Linked DNA regions of Siniperca chuatsi: region 1 is linked to region 2. The links are chromatin contacts, called in public Hi-C maps. All regions are on one chromosome and are shown on one strand. Each heading gives the region's core, a stretch centred on a gene start, on an enhancer-like site or on the middle of the called end of the contact. The rest is flanking DNA. Distances are from core to core; before and after follow the strand shown. Region 1 holds the start of ssbp4 (single-stranded DNA-binding protein 4). Region 2 has its middle 16 kb from the start of tmem59l.

Region 1 (6,467 bases), core at 673-3,172, 48 kb before region 2:
ATCCTCCTCCTACACTATCATTTGAAATACATGCTGCCTCTGCACTGATTTCACTCCCAATAACACATGGAACATAATCCACAGTCCCAGCATAGATAAGCATTAGATAATCTGTTGCTTTCAATGTATTGTTAATAAAGTAATGAAGCTCAGGCACACAAACAGGTGTATATGCTGCCCAACCTCTGCTGATGGTTCATATGCAATATTAAAGCATCATATGCTGGTTCAAGGGTCACTCTGCCTGCTGCTCATAAAACCACATGGGACTGTTTTCATTTAGGATTCACTCCTCCACCTCAACACAGACACAAACACACATGGAGCTGCTCAATTTTCCAATAATCTGATGTGAATTCAGAGTGAAATTAAACGCTTGTGGCATTAGAAGTAGTAGTATTCGAGGAAGCTTACACTAAGCACATAAGCAAGCCACATCTCTAGAAAGCTTAATCAATTGAATATGACACGCCAATGCATCAAACAAATACAAGAGAGTCTCTAAAGAAATTTAGTTTCTATTACAGATGTATGAGGTGCTGTGTAGCAGCACAGCCTCTCAGGACTTGACAGTGTTTTTAGATTACAATAGCATCTCAGCAGGGATCCCTACTCACTCCTCTAACCTCAGACTGTTTAGTGCTTAAATATAGCTAATGGAGATAAAAGACTGCACTGATCTAAAGTGCTAGGATGCAAAGAAGGTCCAAATATTTGAATGGCCCCATACACAAATATTCCAGCAGCATCGAAATGGAGAGCAGGCATGAGGAGCAGTGCAGCCTTCAGTCGTTCAAAAGTTACACTGGCTTTTTATCTTTTATTCAAAAGCACTAATGCATGCATTGACAAATGTGCTTTATGTGAAGGAAAGAAAATTAAACACAAAATCTAGCAAAAAGCATGCTGGAATTGCAACGTATTTAAAAACACACAACAGTGATTTGTGTGTGTGTGTGTGTGTGTGCAACATTTCCAGACAGAATAAGCAAGAATTACACGCGACCCCACATTCATCAACTGGTCTTGTGATTAAAAAAAAAAAAAAAAAAAAAAGTCTGCTTCTGTAAATATAACAGCTTCATGTTCGTGGCAGCATGACTCTCCTTCGTGTGAGTGGATGCTAAAAAGTTGACTGCTGAATGGGACAAAACTTTTCCCTTCATCGCCAGGGTTTGCTCGCGCCCGGCTTTACGCCTCAAAAACACAGTAAATAGCCTGAGCAAGCTTCTATTTCTTAAAACACAAAACAGTTCAACCATCCAGCAGCTTAACCTCCTGAAGTTTATAAGAGACGACGGAGCAGCCTGTCCGCACAGGGACGAGCACGTACACCCCTACAGAAACATGTTTCAGCCGAAATGAAATGAAAATGCGCTTCTTCTGCTCTCAGGGCTGCAGAAGCGTGCTGGGTACTGTATCATAACATAAAATTACAATTTCAATTATTGTTGCTCTCCAAAAGGTTGCGCCAAGTTACAGAAGAAGTGTGAAGAAACGCACAATATTAGTGAATATCCTGTGCAAAAACTCTAAAGTGCAAACAAGAGGTACATTTAAAAAAAAAAAAAAGTTTAAGAGACGCACCTCTAAGGTGGTCGGATGGGAGGGGGAACAGCACGCAGGAGCGCACTTTAGTACAGTACACTCCTTTTAAATTACAGTACCTAGTTTAGAAAGTTGGACTCCCCTCCGCTGCCCCCCTCGCCTGCACGATAAGCAGGTAAACTCTTACATATAGCGCATAATTCACTTACTTTTCTCTCGCTTGGCTATCGGAAGGGACGACAGCTCCTTTACCTTTGGCGTACATGCTGGATTCTGTTTAAAGACTTTTGCCCCACTCAACACCTGTCAAAGAAAGCAGCCAGGAAAACGCTCCATCTCCATAGCTACCCCTTTAGTGTTTTTCCTCCCCCCTTCTCCTCCCCCTCCCCCTCCTCCCTCCTCTCTCTCTCTCCTCTCCCTCCCTCTCTTTCTCTTCTATTTTTTTTTTTTACATCTCCAACATTGGCCACAAATCAGGCACAGTTTCTATTGGGGGGACTTGAAACCGTCCTCTGTTGGATTTTTTTTTTTCCCTCCTCAGCCGCTGTTCCGCAGGCCTGCTCCTCCTCCCTCCGCTGTGCAAACGGTGGGGGCTCCTTAAAGGGAAACACACACTTCTTGTTTACTGACCTCAGAAACATGAGGAGAGAAAGGGGGGAAGATGGAGAAAGGCATGCCGGGTACAGGCTCTGCACTTAGACTATAGCCAGCTCCTTTTGGGAAGCTGGCTATAGTCGTTATGTTATTTTTCCCTAAAAAGACATTCCAGGACTTTGACTCCAATTTGATTTGGGACTTTGACTCACACCAATGAGGACACTACTCTCACACTTAGGGAAGGTATTATTCCCCATACTTTGTTACATTGTGGTCTTGATGTAACAAGTAATGTTTTGTCATGATCAGAAAATAATTACTGGACCTTATGAGCTTATTATATGTTTCAATGAACAAAATGTAATTTTTTAGTATCGTATGGCCGCAGGAAATACTCTAATTCAGTGGCAGGTGGTGTCACAAAAGGTGTTTTCAGACTGAACGTAAAGCACATTTTTTGCCCCGTGTTATTCACAAACGTGAATTTGACCTCTGGAGTCTATTTATTTCAGTTCAGTATCCCAGGAGTTACGTTAGGACAGTTCTGCACCTCAAGATTTACATCCAGTGGCAACATTCAGTGCCAATGCAGGAAGCAGTGTGCCCCTATAGCGAGGCTGAAAGTAAAGGTGTGGAGGCCAGGGTGGTGGATGGGTGTTTACGTCTGACACCGATCTGCAATTAACATTCGCTGTTTTTGTTAACCATAATCCAGCCACAACCAAGCAGTTACTTAACCTAAATGAAACTTAAATTCAGCCATACGTCGACCATAGTTTATTTTCCATTACCACGATCTTTCCTTTACCTTAAGAATAGTAGTTGCCATACAAAGTAGTAGGCTAATAATATATAATCTTAAAAACATTGGCATTAATCTGGGGTTTTACAAAATCATACAATATCAACGTTCTTGTCTAGCAATTTTTTTTTTATATTCGCCTGAAGCAGCCAATGTGCCAACTGTACACACGTTAGCTGTAGCTAGCTAGAAACCTACAAGTGTTCGTGTGCTGTCTTTGAATGACAGCTCATCCTCGGACTGATCTCAAAACTTACCAAGAACTCTGGTTCTTTTTGTTATTTTCTTCCAGCCCTCTCTCTTTTTCGTCTTATCTCCTCATGAATTGGAGTGATAAAGCCATTAGCGAACACATTTTTTTACTAACATTTTCAACTTGCGTACACGTGTCATCACCTTAATTAGCACTGCCCGGACCGTATATGTGTCTCTTTGTGTTGAATTGCACTTTTGAATTGACTTTATGCAATCACTTTGCAATAATACATCCCAAGGTGTCTTGATATAGAATATAACAGACCAGGTGGAAGGAAACCCACTTGTTCATATTGTGGCAGTTTCATTGCAGCATGGTTTCCATTACGGTGTTCTTTGCCTCCACCTCATCCATTATTTTAAAATATCAGGACAGCTTGTGTATTTATGCTTCATATTTAGTTTCTCATACACCAGGACACCCACACATTTTCCCAACATCTCGTGTGTTTGGGACCCTTTTACAACAAACCTAATGACTCATGATAGCCCTACATCGAGCCCCTTCCACAGGTCATATGGGGTTGTAAGTGTCAGGTGGTTTTCTCCTCAGTGGTCAGTCAGTTATCAGTGGTCCCTTCAAAACTCTTCATCAAGCTACCCATTTTACACACGTGGCGCAGATCTTGATGTGGGTCATCTATACAGGTCATTGGATGCAGGAAAACATTTAATCACCAACTCTTGACCCATGCTTAAAGTAAAAGGAGCAGGCACTTGAAACTGCTCAAGAAATGTTTACAATATGCATCACTGGTGCAAGTACTGTCAAACTGGTATGAGGATTGGGCCTTTAAAAGAAATAAGCTGGTTTTCTGAAGCCTCTATTGATTTTTTTCTTTTCTTTTTTGGCCGTTTTGCCTTTATTTGACAGGAACACCTGAAGAGAGACAGGAAATGTGGGAGAGAGAGAGAGGGGATGACATGCAGCTAAGGGCCGCAGGCTGGATTCGATAATCACTGACTGAGTTCACAATTTTTGCACCATTTTATTCACAATTATTTGACTCAAACTGAGAAGTAATCATTGTTGTAGTCTGGTCAGAGTACAACACAAACAGCTCTGAGGTTCACTTTAGTGAATCTGCTTTCTAAGCAGCAAAGGACACATGATCTTTTGTTATTCAGATTATTAAAAAATCAAAAATGAACGGGCTGGATGTGGATGCGGGAGCGATGAGTTAATCAAGGGCGTTCTTGGTTAACACCAGGGAGGCTTAAGCAGCAGTCTCCAGTGCCAAGTCATACTCACTGTTCTGCAAAGAGAGCCCACAGTCAGAGCGCAGCTTCTGCTGTACATTTCACGTCTTGCACAAGGCCACAGTCCTGATGAGATCTTTGGTTGATTTCTTGTTAGCTAAAAGGGGATTGGTTATTATTATTCTCTCCGACTTTGACACCCCAATGACCCAAGGGCAACTCACTTTCCCTGGCACTCTTACACCGCCGACTCCAATTACAAACCAGCTGTAGGGAGGTGGCACACTGGTTGTACCATATCATATCAGAGTGTGACCAGCTCTGTATAATAGCATCTATGATTAGCTGCTAGATCCTTATAAGACACATTTATGGTGTTTGTCAGCTAGGCCTAAAGGCAGGATGTGCTTGTGATCTTTAACTTTTAACATCCTATAGCATGCTCACTTGTCAGGCTAGTTTACTGCTCACAGAGATCCATGTATGATACTGTGCTGGCTACAGGAAAGAGACACAAGGCAGGAACCAGATCTGAAGTACACTAGGGGGTTAAGGTAGTTAATAATTATGCTATCAATTATTTTGTGGTTTATATTTTTATTTGAAGGGGTACTCGAATTTGTATAGCAATTCCATAAAGTTAGGGAACTCACAAGAGACATTTGATTTGTAAAAGAAAGATCATAATCAAAGAAGAGATATTCTTAATTTATTCCTTAGTATGGGTCAAACTCCAAAAACTGGATTTACATTTCCCATAATGCAACTGAATAGACCCTTCCTACCCTGCAGCTCTAGTTTGTAATGTATGCTATCTTATTATTATTATTATTATTATTATTATGTATATTTATAAAAATTTAAAGACTCAAGCCCAAGCCAAGATGACCCTGATGACATCATCAGGGTTATTTTTGCAAACTTTGAAAAGCTCTCTCCAGAAACACAGAAGACATTTAACAGCTGTTTTCACAGGCTGATTAATCTCATGTGATTCAAAAGTGTAAAACAAATAAACATTAGAAAAGTACATTTTTATACTGTATATACTGCACAGTGTTTGTTGACAGTTCATAATTAAAAAACATAGAATCAGCATAGGTTGAATGCACACCAAGAATTAGGAGGTGGTCACATATTTGAAAAGCTTCAGTTATTTTATTGTATCACAACTGTTTTGACGACACTTCGAGCATGTTACTCGCCTTGAAAAAGAACATGTGTGCTCAAAAAAAATAATTAGAAAACATGACAACTTGTCAGGACAACTAACAAAGATACTTAAGATGGTACTTTTTCAGACTGGCTTCATGCCACCTGTTTGAGGTGAAAGGTAAAAACTTATAATAAATATAGCAATACATGTTTGACGTCAAAGGTTCAGGGCAACAATAGCGATGATGTGGAATAACTGTAGTACAATCTAATTTCAAGTAATAGAGACTACGCCATGCAGAAGTACATCTTTCACTGGTGTTTATTTACACTGGGTCAGAGTAACAAAGGAATACGTGTGAGAAATATAGAAGAAAACCAAGATAACATGACATTATTTGGGCAACCCATAACAATTTTGGGAGCGACCTAGAGGTAAACTAGTGCAGTTTAGTGTGTCTTTTTCTCCTTTGGGTGGCCTTGCTTTCACTCAGGCAAGCAATGTATCTGCAATGCCAGGAACCACTAAGCCATCTCTGGCCACATTGACTTTCTTTACCCTGAAATGTGTGTTAAACTCTTGTTGCTCTGTTCCAGTCTGCAGAGTGCAGTCCTTCCCCATTAAAAACTTTCATGTTATGCAACAGCTCCAACAGTGAGGGTCCACGTTAGACGTGCAGGCATCCAGTGCCCCTCTTAGGTCTCAGCTCCGCCCTGAAATCGGCCTGCACAGGAAGGAAAAACACAATAAGTTGCAGTCCAGACCAGCAGAGGAATTCCCCCAGCCCCTGCCTTTGTGAGGCCAAATTATAATTAATCACAGGTTGAATAATTCAGCGCAGAGCGAATGGATGCCTTTCTCAGCCCATTTCTCGGCACCTGCCTCAGGAGGCGTCCCCAGAGACTGCAT
Region 2 (6,072 bases), core at 1,078-3,577:
CCAACCCAATTAAGCCTGTGTCACACAATACACAATACTTAATTTGTGTAATGAATGAATTAATGAATTTTGTCCTTTACAACTAAGATCAACTAAGATCAAGTTCTGCAGAAACAAAATAACTGATCTTTCAACAAATAACATGCTTTTTTATTTTACAATCTCTGGTCAGTGGTTTGGTTTGATTTCAGCATCATATTTATCCTATTTATCACACAACAGATGTTGATGACACTAGTGAAATGTATATTTTCTTTAAGACATGCAGATTGCAAGTTCACATCTTCCCACATAGACATCATATACCATCTGGTCATTTATTACATAAAAGTAATTGCTATTAATGTTGTTGGTGCTATTGTTATTTTGTGTATGTCGTACATGTCTTTGAAAAATATTTAAGCCTATGCAATATCACTCTACTTCAACTTATTTTACTCAATAGCAGAATTTTTCCCAATTTAATCAAGTCATTTAGTCCATAAATGTGTAGATGTAAACATAGCATCCATTACAGTAATAGTTACATATGAGAGCATTTTAGCTTAATGAAAATAAATTTGTATTTTCAGTGAAAATAATTAAATTAAATAACATTCTGAGACTGCAAAGGACTAATCTTTCTCGTTTCCAATACTCCACTAAACAGCTCCACTGATCCAGGATTCAGCAGCACAGGTCTTCACATTTTATAAAACTTAATCTATGATACACACCAGGCCTAATTGAAATCTCAACATATCACAAGTCTCACAGTAAACTTTATGAACCACTTTCGCATTTGTTCCACAGTACGGAAAATGAGGAGGATGTAATGTATTTGCTTGCATACAGAAATGAAATGAAAACAACTACTAGCTCAGGATGCAAATTGTTAATCTCATACAACATGTAGGCTACTATGCTTCATGAAACTTAATTATATGTTGGCACAATACTTGGATGTTACTTAACTCATGGCATCTAAGTGCAGCCCTTTCAAATCTGGAATATGTTCAACTAATAGATTCAAGGTGTTAGGTGGCATTTGTTTAAAGCAAGAAGAATTAATCACACAGAAAGTCTTAAATAGCACCTGCTGTGAAAGGTCAAAAAGATAAGTTACTTAACTATGGCAAACATAGGTTTTGTACAACAAATGTATTAATTCTGCATAAGGATGTCTAATAAGTCAGAGTGCAGAAAAATGACTTTAGAAATATACAAAGCCCGCCATCACTGCCACACATTCCCCCCATACGTCAAATTATTGTCAAACTCCAACTAAGTGGAGCGATAACTGACACAAATGGAGCCTGTGATGACTAATATAAGCAAAACAGCATCATCATCAGTAACGCTGGCGATTAGTTTTGACAATTATAATCAAACCTCACACAGATGATATTCTGCGTGACCTTCAGGGGCCTAAAATTGCATTCAAACACAAAAAAAAGAAAGATTTAATTTCACATCATGATGTGTGCATTTACATCACATCACTTTGAAAACAGGCTGCTATTATCGCAACCACATAGGACAGCCTTGCAAATGTAATTCTTCAATAATAAGAGTAAGTTGCCTATGGTATACAGCCTCCCATCCTCCCTTGTGTTGATAATAACTTGGCCTAACTTTTGTGTTTAATAATTTGATGGAGGAGGGGAAAAAAATCAAATTTATTGGATTTAACTGTTTTGGGGGCTCTCTCTCCGTCAAACTGAGCCTGCACATCATTCTATAATTCCTTCTTATCGGCCAGAGGCTTTAGTTATTTACTTTAAAATGGACTAATTTCTTATTCCAGCGGAGGGGGGACCGGCCGCTGACTTGAACAGCTGCTTCATGACCCAAAAAACTGTCAGTCTTTCCCTGGAATAAATTGTGGAATGTTCCACTTCTCGGCGCGGGGGTGGCAGAATCTGAGAGATACCACGAATCCCTCGAAAAACGACTTGTCTTTCTGTCATAGCGGAATAAACACAACCACATGAATGTTTTGAGATACGTGATTCTTCTTGTGTGACATTCAGTGAGGTTTTGACCCGGACTGGACACACTGTTTTCTACCGCTCACCCCCGCCTCTGAGAGCAGAGATTCGTGTAGGCTCATAGTAGAATCAATTCACAGAGAGGGCAGCTTGAAACCGGCTGCTCATGCCTGTGCGCCTAGTTTGGAGAGAGTGGCGTGTCGGGCAGCTTGGAGTTTAATAGTCCGGGTAGCATCCGTGCTGTATGTACATGTCTGTCTCCCCATGTGTACGTGCATGGCTGTTACGGCTGTAAAAGACCGTGAGACACAGAAAGAGAGAAGGAGGGGGGAGGGGGGTTGCTCGGAATTTTGATTTGACATGTTAAAGCTCTGATTGAATCTTTGTTTTAGGCGCAGCGGAGGTTTATGACAGATGTCGTGGTTCAATAAAGTTAATGCTCCAACCAAGTCCGCTCTGGTGAATGTTTCCGTCTATTTGTGTGTGTGTGTGTGTGTGTGTGTGTGTGTGTGTGTGTGTGTGAAACAAAGCGACTGACATAGAGATGGAGAGTGTGACAGCATTTTCCCTCCCAAACCGCCCCCACCAAAGTTTTCACCGTGGCAAAGCAGATCTGACACAGAATCACATTCATTCTGACACTTGTCACACACAGTTGGCATGACTCAGATGGCTGCGGAGTTGACAGGTTTCATGCCCAGCTACCTCTGTTATTTGTACATGTGCACAAAGAAGCGTATCACGTCTACCAGCATTTCAATTTGTCAAATTAGGGAAACTGTTAACCATCCAAATAGTCCAAGTTTCAGATGTTTTAAAAAAAAAAGCATTGGCCTAATATAGTTCAGTAAATGTATCTGCTTACCTCTGGCATCTTCAATAATAATATTTTTAAAGGCCAATTTACACATTCCCATTAAGCACAATTTCTCGTGCATGCCATGCAGCTTTATTAAACTTCTCATCTCCAAGTCACTTTCTTGCACAGAGCAAGAACACATTACATTTTCATCATTTTCTCTAAGTGTAATATCTGAGATGATTTATTCACAAATATACACTACAATAGACTGTCCAATCAATCCCCCTGATGAACTCTCCTTCTCCTTCCCTTAACTGGCTCCGGTGTCGCTCCTCTCTCATTCTGTTCATTTCCACAGTCAGTCACAAACACACACACACACACACACACACACAAACGCAGCTCTGTGTGTGTGTATTCGCCTGTTTATATGTGTGTGTGTGTGTGTCAGTGGTGGTGGCTTGTTTAATGCACTGCAGGTTGGCTCCTGCAGCAGGTCTGGCCAGATAAGAGCAGCACACAGCCTTCTGCTGGGAGGGAGAGAGAGAGAGGAACATGCCTCCTCATACACATATAAACCATTAAATTGTAATAATGGTGCCACCAGCACTCAAACCTGGATCCATAGCGCCCCCTGTGGGTGATTAGCTGAGTGACAGCCAAAGTGATGGGGGTCCTTGTTGCTGGTTGTGCTGTGTTTGTGCACCCCACTGCTGAATGAGACACTCCTGACAATTATTTGGGGTTGATTAGCCAAAAGATGCAACTTTCCTTTGCGGTGTAGCATGCAAAGAGGAAGATCAGCAGGGCAGAAAGAGTGAGGAAAGGAGAGATCACAAGGACAGAGGGAGGGGGAAAAAAGAGGTGAAGTCAAAGGGAATAACTTCTACAATTACACACAGATTTCACATGATGGCTGTTTATAGGCTGATTCTGTTTTTTTAAACCCAGATTTGCCACACACTGCGTTTAAAGTACGGACAGATGTCTGATCAGGTCATAAATGTCAGCTCGTGTGACGTGTGTGTGTGTTGTCCCGAGAGTGAGGCCGCGAGGACCATAAAATCTCAGTTTATCTTTCCCTGCGTCAACAGAGAAAGTCTGATTGTGGGAGACAGAGAAAGAGTGAGACAACAGGGCCCATTTGCATTGAATGAGTCAACATGCCAGTGTGAAAAGTAGAATCCATTCCTACTCTTATTCATTTTTAGTTCTTCACACAAGTATTAGATCTATTTGTAGTTAGATCAGTTAGAGACACACACACACACACACACAAGACCCCCTACCTTTCCTCTCTCTTTCTCTCTCCAGTTCGTTATCAATGGGAGCCCAGCTGCTGCCAAACTCATTCGCAGCACACAGAGCGAAGGCCAGCCCGGTCAAGTTACTGAAGTGGCACTACAGCAGGCAATTTTTCTCTCTTTACCTAAAGTGTCTGAATGTATGGCAGACAAATCAGAGCCCTGATCCACCCCGCACCTCCCATGTGTTGGATGAAAAGGAAGTCAAAGACACACATTCACACCCTCTGCCCACACAACAGCTTGATGAATTGATGTGGCATGAGAAAACAACAAAAAGAGGATATTCTTGCTCTAAAAAGTTTAGGCCAGTTGATCTCAATCCTGGTTGTCCAGAGAGAATGAAACACACACTCCAGTGTTAATGGAGAGTATCTGTGCTGCCTTCCTACATGGTGACCACCAGCCACACACTTTCCACAATGTTTTTCTTGCCAAAACATCATAGGGTAATGCAATGTAATACCCTCTTGTACAGATGATTCTTCTCTTTGATTATGTGTCACAGCTGACAACAAGGAGGCATGTTTTGATATTTCCTTCTGTCTGTCTGTCTTTCACACAGCTAACCAGCATGTTATGCTAATTGGACACATGCACTGGAAGCTCTGGTGTGTTGCCCCTGGTTTGTGGTGTTTGATTATGCATTCATTGTATCTGGTCTGTTTTTTGATGCAATGACAGAGAAGCCAAAGCACATTTCTGCTTCTTTCCTTTTCTTGAGTGAATCTTGTTTTAGAAGAAGCCTCGTTAAATGAGCCTAAATGGCTTAATTATATCTGTTACAGGTAAATGCAGATAGAACAATGCTGTTGTAACCTGTTCTAATTTGGATCCATTTACACAGATTGTCTTTCCATGGCACCAGATTGTATTGCAGATAAATCTACTCTTCTGTACGGTCTCAGAAGAAGCTGAGGATCCATTCAATCCCGCCAACAACTGTGAGCAACCTTTCATTCACAAATGGCGTGTTCACTGTCAGGAGAAAATGGTACAAATAAATACAAGATAATGTGTGAATTAAGTGTGAAGTTAATGTAAATGTTGACACTTTTGGTTCAGAGGTTATGAATGACCAACTTCAGGGTATGATTTAAGCCAAGATTTTAGTTGTTTAAGCACTTCATTACATGTTTTTGTCTCCTGCAGGTGAAGGTAGGCAGGTGCTTCATTTCTTCTCTCAGCAGTTGGTCCAGCAGCAAAATGTGCCTTCACTTGATGCTACAGCTCTCATCTGTCATGTTTTTTGTGACCGTTTTTCATCCCCTCGGAAACAAACTTTCGGCTTAATGTATTTTGTAGATTAAATGTCACGCATTATTTTTCTTGACTGTGATGCTCACCTCAGCTCTTTCTGTAAGTAGTTCTGTAGTGTGGAGAAGATGCCACGTAACTCTCCAGCTACATAAGTGTCATCTGTGGCAAAAGACTCTTCTCTCTCTGACATTAAATTATGTTAAAAATCAGATTAAAACACACCTCTCTGATGCATAAACATGTTTAATAATTAAATTTATCACTTAAGCTCAGGTGAGCTCAAAACAAGGCTCAGCAGACTTCAGCATTTTACAAAAGCATAAGAAGTGGTACCTACAATAAACTTCTCATTGTGGTAGTTCATGAAATACTAAAACTATGCTGCCTCCAAGTGGACAGAAAGTCTTATTACACATTTAGGATTTCATTTTCGTGGTGGAGAAAGACATTAGGAGAGTAAGATTGGCTGGTGGCACACTAATAACATTTTTTTTTTTTTATCACCAGTGCTAAATGTAGTAAGCTGATTTTTGAAAAGACACTGACTGACCTACATTATATGGCCAAAAGTATGTGGACGTACCTTTGGTCTGAAGCTGTTTTTCATTGTTCGTATGAGGCAAACTCTGGGAATGGGAATGGGAATCTTAATGCTACAGCATGCAATGATGTTTTAGACAATAGTGTGCTTTCAACTTTGTGGCAAAAGTTTGGGGAAGGTCCACTCCTGTTTCAA

Evidence for each region. A called contact is a pair of places that touch in the nucleus more often than the background predicts.
Region 1: a Hi-C map of liver shows a contact between it and region 2, with 2.6 times the contacts expected there. The contact joins the promoter of ssbp4 here to the enhancer-like site in region 2. A contact is called at or near these places in 3 of 3 Hi-C or Micro-C datasets (liver, skeletal muscle and an unstated tissue).

Annotation. Positions count from the first base shown.
Region 1 is chrLG6:19,967,445-19,973,911 of ASM2008510v1, reverse strand. ssbp4 (single-stranded DNA-binding protein 4) reads right to left here and starts at 1,922. Exons shown (of 16, transcript XM_044199291.1): 1 at 1,758-1,922. The coding sequence starts at 1,813.
Region 2 is chrLG6:19,920,511-19,926,582 of ASM2008510v1, reverse strand. No RefSeq gene overlaps it. Among protein-coding and RNA genes, the nearest start is that of tmem59l, 16 kb to the right of the region's middle. Within about 2 kb of position 2,327, the one cell type or tissue checked has an H3K27ac peak away from gene starts, as active enhancers do. A contact at or near this core is called in liver, where this site is marked.